Regions from separate parts of the Anas platyrhynchos genome. Here region 2 is linked to region 1. A link is a contact called in public Hi-C data. All regions are on one chromosome and are shown on one strand. Each heading gives the region's core, a stretch centred on a gene start, on an enhancer-like site or on the middle of the called end of the contact. The rest is flanking DNA. Distances are from core to core; before and after follow the strand shown.

What was found. A called contact is a pair of places that touch in the nucleus more often than the background predicts.
Region 2: a contact with region 1 is called in a Hi-C map of F1 follicle, with 1.8 times the contacts expected there. The contact joins two enhancer-like sites. A contact is called at or near these places in 3 of 8 Hi-C or Micro-C datasets (F1 follicle, liver and subcutaneous adipose tissue).

The regions. Positions count from the first base shown.
Region 1 is chr13:193,014-198,888 of IASCAAS_PekinDuck_T2T, forward strand. No RefSeq gene overlaps it. Among named protein-coding and RNA genes, the nearest start is that of FGD5, 13 kb to the right of the region's middle. Within about 2 kb of position 4,563, at least 3 of the 8 cell types and tissues checked have an H3K27ac peak or open chromatin away from gene starts, as enhancers often do.
Region 2 is chr13:280,345-286,814 of IASCAAS_PekinDuck_T2T, forward strand. All of the region lies in intron 10 of FGD5 (FYVE, RhoGEF and PH domain containing 5), which reads left to right. Among named protein-coding and RNA genes, the nearest start is that of NR2C2, 31 kb to the right of the region's middle. Within about 2 kb of position 5,052, at least 1 of the 8 cell types and tissues checked has an H3K27ac peak or open chromatin away from gene starts, as enhancers often do.

The sequences.
Region 1 (5,875 bases), core at 3,313-5,812:
GATTATAGTTGTCCCATTGGGAAAGGACTACAGCATCAGTGGACTTGCTTCCACTCACTGCTATCAACCTTGCTCAAGGTCTCACACTGAGTATTCAGAACCAGCTCTTAACCTATAAATGTTTTTAATATTTAAAAAAATTGCCACCTGCCTAAAGACACTGCTCCAGATTGTCTATTTCTTCATTATTACTTGGTATATAATAATCTGAATCATATTATGCATATGTGCAATGCAATATGTAAAAAAGGAATGAATCAAATGCAATTCTCTTGTTTCTTTTGTTTGATATTAAACCCTGATAACAGTTCTATTTCTGCCACACATTTCATTATTTAGCTTATAAATTCATGATTTCCACTGTGGTATCATTGAGTGTTGGAAGAGGTGTAGAAAAGGCTCATGATTAAGCTGAGCAGTAAATAACTAAACTACCAATCATGAGAACTAATGTCAACACTTCAAAGGCCATTTCATAGTGTTTTGTGTTGAACCAAGGCATGAGATCTCCATTCTTTTATTAGCCCTCCTGAGAAAGAGAGGATTTAGAGTCATTAATATTCATCTTCTTCTGATATGATTTGGTTTCTGAGACTCCATGGGAACCAGTGAGATTAGAACAATAAAATAATAGTAAAGTGCCTGTGGCAGAAATTGTATATAAAACACCTCTAATACATACAGTCTCTGGACAGCAACAAGAACATGATAACTGAATTACACTTTTAACAAGATTTTGACGATTGATGAAGCAAGTACAACCCTTAAAAAACAGTCATCTATCCCCCCCCCCCCCCCTCCCCTACCCCCCGACACATCTAAGCCATCAGTAGAGACATCTGGTACACCTCCTTCATGAATTAGTCACTGCATTTATGTATGGCCTTTCTCAGTGTTCTCATTTGCCACAAAACAGGCCAACCCAGCTTATTCTGTTCTGGCATTATTAAAATTACTATTACCATTGCAAATGTTTCCAGGGAAGATAATATTAATAACAGTCTCTTCCATCAGATCCTGTCAGTTCCTGGGGTGATTTATATTCCTGTCTGCAAGAAGCATTATATAGTTTAGAGAGAGCATATTGCTTGGCTCATAGGCTATTTTTCATGGTCTATGATGAGTGCATTGTGATCTGACATTATTGCATTACTGTTTATGCAGCTTGAGATGCATCATAAAGCAGATAGGAATGAGCCCAAATTCAGATAGATTCAGATCTGGGAAATGAGAAAACCTATCACAAAGATCTTCAGACTGCTTGGCCTTCTTCAGCCTCCAAGTCACGTCCCTTCTGTCTATTGCTGACATCCTTTCCCTACCCAGGATGTGGATGGCAGCTGTTTCAATATGTATGGCCACTGAGACAATTGTTGCAGGAGTGATCAGAGGCATCCTGCCGGCCCCAGAGTATGATGGGCTCCTTAGTATTATACTCTACGTAAACACCATACTGTGTCTCTGAGGCGACAAGTGACTTCAACTCTTTGGCAAGAGCTGTCTAAGAGGAATCAAGATCAGTTTTTATTTTCATGGAAACAGGTGTAATCTGGATCTTGCCTGGTGAACACCTGTTATTTGTATAATACAGACTTGAATGGAGCAATCTTACTGTAAACACAAGGTCATGGCACTTGGAGTCTATTCCTGCACGCTCAATGAAAGGTACACTTTAATTTATGCAGTTTATATACAGCACTTAGGTTCTATAGCAAGCTGCCAGGGCAAATCTTGTTTCCAAAAACTCTGGACTTATTATCAAGTAGGAGATCTCAGGTTCCATTGCCAGGAAACTGGAGATGGCTATTCATCTTCATTTAGCTTTTAGAAAATAATAAATTAAACAAAAAGTGAAACTTAATGTGTACTAGATTTACTCAGATCTGAAAAGTTAGTTCAATTTTTAACTAAATCTAAGAAAAGACCTTTCTGAAAAGGCTCTTTTTATGAAGACATCTGTTCTTCCAAACAACTGCTACGCATATTGAGACCATGCTTCCCAGCACATGGAGGAACATTGCTTGTTGATGGGAAGTAGAGAGATGGGAAGCAGAAAACTATTTATTTTACAGGAAAAAATATTTTTCTTTTCAATTTAAGGTTTGTTTAGGACATTTGTCCCCTGCAAATGCATGTTCTTTTATTTAATGCTTCTTAAAAAGCAATTATGTGTGTGTACATGTTTATATGCAATAAACACGAGTGTATATACATATACAATAATCAATGTATGGGTGTATACACATACATGTACATATGTACATATATCCATAAACAAATCTTATATGTTTAGATGCCTGACAAACAAAGTCTAGTCAAATATGATGAAAACCTCAGATCTTCAAAACTAGTCTGTAACCTAACAGAACACAGGCAGTGTGAGGTAGTTAGGTGGTCAGATTATACCAATATGTTAAGATACCATATGTATTGGCTATCAGCTGCTATTATTAGTCACTTGAAGACTTGGCCAATTAGTTATTTAACCGACATCAATTACATAACACCTAAAGTCCTGTAATTACAGGAGCATATTCCTGGGAGGTGGCTGGAAGACAAGGGTAAGGCCAACTGCCTCTAGTGTAATGCTGGTGAAACCACTGGAAACCTGCTGAGAATGAGGATGTCCCAGTGCACAGAGCTGTGTTCTTGTCAGCTGCACACCAGCATCAGGCAGTCAGCCCTATAGCAGGCAGCAACAGTTTTTTCTCCCTATCTTTGCAGTGCATCATAGTAATGCATCCATGGCTTCATTACTGTGGTAGCAATCCTTGCAGGACTACATAGCACTGCAAAGGACAGCTTTGGTAGCCAGGCTACTAAAATGATAAAGCTGTGTAATACTTTCTAGGATGTGTCTTTTTGTTATTCTGCCTTTTAGGCACAGAGTCCACCTAAGATATATCACACTGGATCCTCCTACAGGTATTCTGCTCACAAAGTGCTTACAACTGAGACAAGGGAAACACAAATAATAAAAGTACCAGCTTCTTGAAGATGTACCAGTCTTATTAAGAAGTCATTTATTGGGGCAGGAAATGCGTATTTTTCCCTGGCCTGCTTATCTAATAACAATATTGAGTTGATTGAGAGACCTTCAGGATATATACTGCATCTGTATACGTGCTGATACTTTGTTCCCCAGTAGATTTTTGTCATAGGTTTTAAAATATCACAAATAATCTATTTTTGTCTACATATGGACAATATAGACACATGGCATATAGACTCCATTTCAACTAGTTATTTTAAGAGTTTGCTCTATACCTAAAACACAAACAAACAAACAAACAAAAAATCTGTGCTTGACTAGCTCAGATTAACCAGGTTAGGGTATAGATGTGTTTGGGCAGTATGTATGCTACAAGTGTGTGTATGCATAAGCGTACCTATCCTGGGCTGCATCAAAAGCAATGTGGCCAACAGGGCAAGGGAGGTGATTCTCACCCGCCACTCCACTCTTGTGAGACCCCACCTGCAGCACTGCATTCAGCTATGGGGCCCCCAGCCCCAGGCCAGTGACCTGTTGGAGTGCATCCAGAGGAGGCCACGAAGATGCTCAGAGGCTAGCTGGGGCTTTGAGCAACCCAGTCTGGTGGGAGGTATCCCTGCCTATGGCAGGAGTTGGAACTAGATGAGCTTTAAGGCCCCAAACGCAACCCATTTTATTGTTCTATGATAAACAGGCACATCTTTTTCCTTGAAATTTGTTTCTTTGCAAATCTCCTAAATTGTTCTTCCTGTCATTGAAGAAAATTATTAATTGATTAATCTATACCTGGCCTACAAGGAAGAAGGAGGTGGTTGAACAACTTCAGGAGTTTGCTCCTGGTGTAAGAAAGAATTGAATGTCCAAATTGTCAAGAAACTCAGCTAGGCAAGGGAGTTTGCTGGCAGATCATACAAATCAGGGGACTTGCATGCAGGAGAAACCTACACTTTGCAAAACTGTAGAGACAGACATATGAGTGCAGAATCAGTGATGTGAAGCAGCAGACAGTGAAAAATGCACTAAAAATGAGGAGGCTACAGTAACCCAGATAAGAATTACTAGGATTTGGGGAATTTTTGGGGGGAAGTTTTCTGTCTGGAAAGAAAAAAAACAGTTAACAAAAATTCCTAGAGATAAATACTGTTCCACAAAATCAAGTCACAATTCCCTCTTAGCATTCATAAATAGCCTAAGATCTTGTTTACAGTTGTAATTTCTATTTGATGGGGTTATCGTCAAAGAGACTAGCAACTCCTTTCAGTTCAGAGCCATTTAAATTTAGCAGCAGGAAAAAGAAGTTTGTTAAGTGTGGAATCCACCCCTGCTGCTCCAAAACAATCAGAAACAGGAAAAAGTAATCAAAAGGGAGTTTTAATGAATTATAGGGCCATTGTTTATTGGAGAGGGCTGAAAGCCTAAAGCCCAAGCCTGGAGGACCTCTGTGACCCTGCACTGCCTCTCGGTGGCAAAATATTTGCTTGAAATTACGTCAAAACAACACAATGTGTGTGTCTGAAGGCCAAGGGAGGGGGAAGTGTTGAGAAAAATAGTGGAAATTCCCTGTGTCTCTGAATGTACCGAAGGCTTTCCTTGAAAAACAAGGCGATAAACAGCAGCTGTATTTATATGCTCAAGCTAGTGCTGACAGCATCTCCCTCGACAGTGCAAAGGAAAGGCTGCATCTGCCAGGCAGCCTGAGAAGGAGTTGCAGCCCCTTGCTCCACGGCAGCCTAGGGCAGGGGGTGCAGAGCCAAGGGGCAGTGCCTTGGGCAAGGGACATGGGCAGAGTCAGCTGCCAGGGCCTCTGCCAGCCCCACAGCAACTGCAGCTGGTAGCCCCAGGCAAGGAGCAGCCAACACTGTCTGATGTGCCTGTCAAAGTGAAAGCTTCACAGGGGGGTGAGGAAACTCTTCTGACAGGTTGAAAACAGGAAATTTGCTCTTCCAAGGAAATAATTACACAGCAGTGCTGGTTTTTTGTTTGTTTGGTTTTTTTTTTTGTTTTTTTTTTTTGTTTTTGTTTTGTTTTGTTTGTTTGTTTGTTTGTTTGTTTGATTAAGGAGACTTCTGTTGCTTTCCCAGAACTCTGAGGTAAATAGGTACAACATTAACTCATAATTTCCCTGTGGTGCTCATCAGCAGTTACTTGATCAGAAGCATGTGTTGGAAAGTAGCCCGCTGCACCTGCCTGGTCAGGGAAAGAGAGTGTTCATCTCTGCCTACCACTGGTGACTTTTTTGCTGGAGAAATCACTGCCAAAATACTCATGACCTGAATGTAAGGCTGCTGTAGGGAATGGGTATAGACCCCACCAGCCTTTCCAAAAGCATCTCAACAGGAGGAGGTCAACAGGTATTAAGAATAAGAAGAAAGCAGAATGTTCCTTGGGGAAAATGGGCACACTGAAATCAACGGCAGATTGAATGGCTCAGAGAGCAGAGCCAGCAGTGGCAGAAGTACAACAGGTGGGCGTACGCAAACTGACAACCGACCTGCTCAGCCACACTCTGCATGACCTGGAGAATTTGTCCTCCTGTCAAAGTTACATCCCCAATGTGCCTCCCAGATCCTTGGGAAAGGTACAATAAATGTGATGGTCATGAGCTGAATGACCTGTCCAGGCATTCATCCCCTGTCTTTCAGAAATTGCACTCAATCAGTCTGATGCACCATGCACAGCTTTAGAGCACCCGAACAGCTGGGAAGGGATATGTCCTGCACACTGTGGAACTAGATAGGAAGCAACTCACAATGGCATCCACATTAACAGTCTCTATGCTTTTTTTTTTTTCAATACCCAGCTAAAAAGCAAGCTTTCACCTTGCATATTACACCCTGTCCAGCATGTCACTGACAACACTTACATTTTGTTATTACTGTTATT
Region 2 (6,470 bases), core at 3,802-6,301, 88 kb after region 1:
GAAAAGCAAGATGCATGGAAATGATGTTTTATACAGACTGTTTCCAAGATGTTCGACAATAATGAATAATTAGTTACTATATAAACACTACACCGTTACCAAGTCAAATGAACACATGTAGATTACAGGGTGGATGTGGTCTAACAAGCTTAAATTTTAACATAAGAAGAAACGTAATCTGGTCACTTTACAGATTGACTCTGAAACCATGTACTTACTTAGCAAAGGATTCAACGGATTTGATTTTCTATCTCCTCAGGGAAAGAATTTACAGTTGTACTTTCCATTAATAAATACATAATTATTTGTACCAATATAACAAATAGTTCATCATAAAACTGAGATCTCAGGACAAGTTTCCACAGTAATCTCAGAGCTTTAAGGAACACCCATATTGGAGGCTAAGAAATGCAAGAACTCAGTTCCTATCAGTTCCACATCTTTTTCTGACACCTCAGCTTCTTTAGATTTTATTCAAATACATGGAAGATTTGTATGAATATTTTTTCTGAAGTTGCATGTCTACATAAGTGGTCAAGATCAGATATCCATTGCATATTGCATTGAAGTTATATTGGAGTTATATTACTGGCGAAAATGGTCATGAAAGTTTGAATTCTGTTTTTGCTGTACCATGGTCTTTGATTTAAACCAAATATCCCAATTTTGGATTTCACCTAAATTCTGTTCCCTACTTCTGTTCTAGGCACCTCACAAGCCATGCAGGAATTAAATTTGGTAGTAAGCAAAAGCTGTCAAAGGGGCAAATACAGATTCCCTGATGTCTATGGCTAAGGAACATAGAGCTTCATTTGAAGTGGTAGTGGTTAGCTTGTAGCTCTTCCATATTTTGAGGGATAGACTTACATTTACTGTGTTGCATTACTGTGCAATGATTATATGCTTTCATTTGAAGAACATCACTATATCCTCTGAGTTTTACGGATGCAATAGACTTTATTGATAATTGCTATTAATAATGACCGTGTTGGAAAAAATTCATCACACATTCCACATTGATTTTTACACTTCATTTTTATCATATCATCAGAGCACATCTGCTCTTTTTGAAGCTATGGCCTAGAAGAGATGAAATAAAGTTTCCTTTTTTCCCATCTGTGTGAATGCTGCGGGTTTTGAGAAGAGGCCTGTTCATGAGAATCAAAATTCAGTATTCTGTTAAATCAGAGATTGTCCTCCTGAATTAATATAACATACATAAAATCCATAACCAGCAATTCTGTTCTTTCTCTCAGATTTTCAAAAATGCAAAGAATTTAAAAAATGACTCTAATTATAGAGCAAACTGAACAGTGTCAGTCAATATAGAACATTTATAACTTGGCATATACCCAGCTGATGTTCGAAGTAATAATTTAGATTTGACATGTACCTGGAAAGAGGAAGATTTCTGCTACCATTTATTAACTCATCAAACTACAGTCCAAAAATCTGACAAGAACACTGAATTATTATCTATGTTTTCTGCAGAATATCAAAGATTCATTATTAGCTTTTTTGCTTTGTAATAACACTACAGCATTTTTTCCCCTCAGAATTATTAACCCAGGATTTTCAGATACTTTGTTATATTAGCTATCTCCATAGCATTTTTATCAAGTAGAAAAATATTATTTGCAATTCATAGATACATAAACAGAGGCATAAGGCATATCATCACCACATAGTACTAAGTATATCTGTAACTCTAGGAGACATTCACTACTTGAACTAAACAGGGTTTGCATTGCTCTCTGAACTTCTACAACCTGTTAGAGGCCCTGAGATGCTGAGAATTGTAAATCATTGTTGCTCTTAACAGCTGGTGAATTTCTTTGGGATGCAGAGCCCCTTCATAGACACTATGAAAATATATTCCTTGCCTCATGGAAGTTGCAGTCCACTGCTAACCTGTTTAGAGAAGGATTTCAGTCACCCCACATCTTCAGTACTAAGTGGGTGGAGCTTTGTCTTCATTTTTGAATCATTGCTTGTGAAGGGTATTTGAAAGGAGAATGATCGGAGTTTTGAGCAAAATGAAGAAAACTATATAAAGAGTTTTTTTAGGGAGCCATAAGAAAACTATGTCCTCCTCAGCTTCTTACATTTCCAGATAAATCACAGTCCTTCACGTGTGATGATCATTTGACTTCCTACAGGAAATGAGTCTGATACATCTCTGTCCATTTCCTGGTGAACATGTGTCTATATTGCAAAAGTCAGCATTATTACAGGCACCCCTACCAGAAGTCCTCAGAGAAGCTGTGGTGTGTTTGATCTGCAGCAACTGAGTTCTCCCCTCTCTCTTGTAGAAACCCCACTGAGTACTACTAACACTTACCGGGAGTGTACTCACAAGAAGACACTGCTTCTTCTGGATATGAGGTGGGGTTGAGTGTCCTCAGCAAGTTTGCTGACAACACCAACCTGTGAGGGAAGGGATGCCACATAGAGGACCCTGGACAGGCTTGAGAGGTTGGCCTGTATGAACTTAATGAGATTCAAACAAGGCCACGTGCAAGGTCCTGCATCTGGGTTGGGGCAATCCCAAGCACAAATACGGACTGCTTGGAGAATGGATTGAAAGCAGCCCTGAGGAGAAGGACCTGGGGATGTTGGTGGATGAGCTCAACATGAGGCAGCAATGCGCACTTGTAGCCCAGAAAGCCAACCATACCCTGGGCTGCATCAAAAGCAGCATGGCCATCAGGGCAAGGGAGAGGATTCTGTCCCTCTACTCTGCTCTTGTGAGACCCACCAGGAGCACTGCGTTCAGCTCCAGGGCCCCCAGCACAAGAAGAACATGGAGCTATTAGAATGAATCAAAAGGAGGACCACAAAGATGATCAAGATGCTGGAGCACCTCTCCTTTGAAGACAGGCTGACGAAGTTGGTGTTGTTCAACCTGGAGAAAAGAAGGCTACAGGGAGACCTTACAGTGGCCTTACAGTACCTGAAGGGAGCTGCAGGAAAGCTGGGGATGAGCTCTTTGTCATTTAATGTGGTGATAGGACAAGGGACAACAGCTTTAAACTAAGAGAGAGTAGACTAAGATTACATATTAGGAAGAAATTCTTTAATCAGTTTCTGAGGCATTGGCATAGGCTGCCCAGAGGAGCTGTGGATGCCCCATCCCTGGAAGTGTCCAAGGCCAGGCTGGCTGGGGCTTTGAGCAACCTGGTGTGGTAGGAGGTGTCCCTGCCCATGGAAGGGGGTTTGGAATTAGATGATCTTTAAGGTCCTTTCCAACCCAACCCATCCTATGAAGAATGGGGCTTCATTATGGAAGCTGTCAATTTGACAAGTTTTGCAAGGGCTAAAATACCCTTTAGTTATGGGACCTTTGCAATCTTCTTTTGCAAATTTCAGCTGTCTTATGATCCCTGGTGTTTCCTGTGCTATTAGTTTATATATAGTTTCCATTTTGCTAGCCTATATTATTTCTGAAGTGACCTAAAAAATTCCATTTGTTAGTTTCTGCATTGCAAAAGAGATACTTGATGGCTGAAAGTGCATCAACTGCCAGTTATATTGCATGGTCACAATGCAGCCCTGAGTTACTCAAGGCTTGTAGGTGTTTCAGTGTGTTTGGTATGTGGTTACTGAACCTAATATCATGTTTAACAAGTGTAATATTTCTTCAGAGCAGTAACATACACAGGTATTTCAGGCTTATCTCAAAAAGCAAGCTGAGATAGCTACATTAATTGATAGATGAAATCCAGCATATATTAGCCTTGACAGACCATCATGCTGATATGGACGTGCTCCTTCTGTTATCTGTGATAGCTTTCTTAATTAGCTGATTCTATAGGCACCACTGATTTGTATCAATCAGGTAGATATATCCTTGATTACATTGTTTAATCTATAGAGTCTAACTAAGCCCAGGGATAGCTTAAGGACAGTCAATGGAGCACAGGTAAAGAAACTATTATCTGCCATAGCAGAAAACAGTTGTCAAGGGCTTCCAGGTGATGAAGGTATATAAAATGTGGTCCTTAGTTTGTAGTTTTTCTGTGTATGTAACTGAGGACTTAGGACACAATGGCTAACTTGGACAAAAGAGACATAACTTTTAGACATATTCTAGTGATTGCTGCTGTGCAGCCCATTCTACTTTCTGGACTAGTTAAAACCACGGCTGAATCCTACGTACAAGCTTGGGTTTTAGCAGCATTAACTACTAAGTGGAAGGAGATTTGAAAAGACTAACAATATTTCACATATACAGACCCCTCTTCTATCCAATACAATCTTTTTATGAGAGCAGAAGCTTAGTTAGATTAAATTTATTTACCATCTTTTTAGATAAATTCATGCCACATGCCAGTGCCCACTGTCTGTGCTCTCAAGTCAAGTAGGCAGATAGTAGCATCAGAGTTTGATAATGGGCTTCCTGATCTTTGCAAAGTATCAAAAAAGAGATGCAACTGTATTGCCTGCTTACTAGTTAACTTCCAGATTCCGTAGTGCAAAGTCACTAATCTGTTAGCACAGAATATAAACCTCCAGATAATCCTAGCAATGATCTTCTTGTATCAAATCATGCTTTGGATTATCTATGTCATGCCACTAATGAACAAGCCTTTGGAGCAGATATTATACTTTGTCTCTGTTTCCAGTTTACTGGTTCCAAGAGAAAGAAAGTCAGCAAAGAGACCAAAGTATAAATACTGCATGGAGTAAGCAGGCTCTTTTGAAAGTGAACTGAGGTACAGAGGAAGTGCTAAAGAAGTATCAAAAATGACAGGAGTGTAGAAGGCCAAGCAGATGTGAATGCAGGTGATAAGGTTTCATAAAACCTATGAGGCTGGAAGAAGACTTTGTGCACCTAAATTCCATGAGCTCAATTCTCTCTGAAACCCAGTTCAGTAATATTACTTTAATGCGTTTGAGAAATAAAATGGTGAGGAGGGTTGAGGGAAGGTTTGCCTGCTTTTCTAAAAGCAATCACCATGTGGTCTCCTAAATGTTGTTTCTCTCTCTTAGGAAAACCTGCAGAAGCTGGTACACATTGAGTACAGTGTGAGGGGGCAGAGGGGCCTCCTCCAGCCAGGAAGGGTGAGTACTGCAGGCAGACCTATGCTGATAAGGACATTGTTTCTGGCCAGCTTTATCTCTGCCTCTGTGGATGGCCAGATTTCAGACATCTACAGGTGTTGTTTACTGACCCACTGTGATAAGAGTTGTAGCACTGGTTTATGTAAAAAGCCATCACTCTGGTAGTGTTCAGGAGCACTGCATGTTGAGAGCCTTGCACTTGCAAAGACAGGCATTAGCCGTTTTTACACAGAACGGCTATTTGATTTTTCACTCCAGCTGTCCTCAGTCACCCCATGTAGTGTGTTTTGGAGGAGCTGCTGTTTTCCTTCTTACATATTCTTGTTGAAAGGTTTGAAGTACGAGCAGAAATTCCTTACAGCCTGGAAAGGCTCAAATTTTTTTGGGTAGGTTAGATCCCTAAATCAGGGGAAATTACCTATTTTCAGTTTTCTATTCTTACCATTCTGCAGTTAGTCTTTTCATAGAATCACAGAATCATTAAGGTTGGAAAAGACCTCCAATATCATCTGGTCCAACCATCCCCCTACCACCAATGTCACCCACTAAACCACATCTCTAAGCACCAGGTCCAACCTTTCTTTGAACAACCCCGGGGATGGTGACTCCACCACCTCCCTGGGCAACCCGTTCCAATGCCTGACTGCTCTTTCTGAGAAGAAATCTCCTAATTCACAGCCTAAACTTGCAACTTTTAATGCAAGACATCACTTTTAAGCAACACATGAACAGAAAGTGGGAAATTATATAGCTGTGTCTTGCCATTCACATCAAATACAAATTTATCCTCCTTTCTTTCAAACCTTTCCAGTTTCCTCAGGCCCAACCTGCCTCTACACTTGAAAAGATTTCTTTCTAGAGTTCTGCAACCCTAAATTCCCCTTCATCCCACTACTGTCCTTAACAAAACTCATGAAGAAATTTTCAAGGCATGCATACTCTTAGTCTGTGAATCCTCATCAACCAAACATTGCAGTGATCCTCTTATTTTTTCCTCCAACGTCAGTATCCTCACTTGTCCTTGCCAAGTAGTGAATTAATAAATTCTGCAAACCTCAGCGCAATTCTAGAGTAGAAAATTACAACAGATCCTGCTCTCCATTAGAAAAGAGTAGATGTCTGTAAATCCACTGCTGCTTTAATTATTTTAGACCTTTTCAAATGTTATTGAAATTAAGTTTGAGTACGTTGTTTTAGCTGGTTACCTGTACAGTCCTGTTTACACACATAGTAACAATATGGACAGACAAGGTATTATGCTTGCAAACATACTCAGGTTTAATGTAGGCATAGTATGGATGTGAAAAGGTTTCAGCATTTCTTTTTAGTTTGTCTATTTTTCATAATCAGAGAATGAGTTCTTTTCTGAAGCCCTTTATATGTTACTTTTGAAATCTGTGACAGTC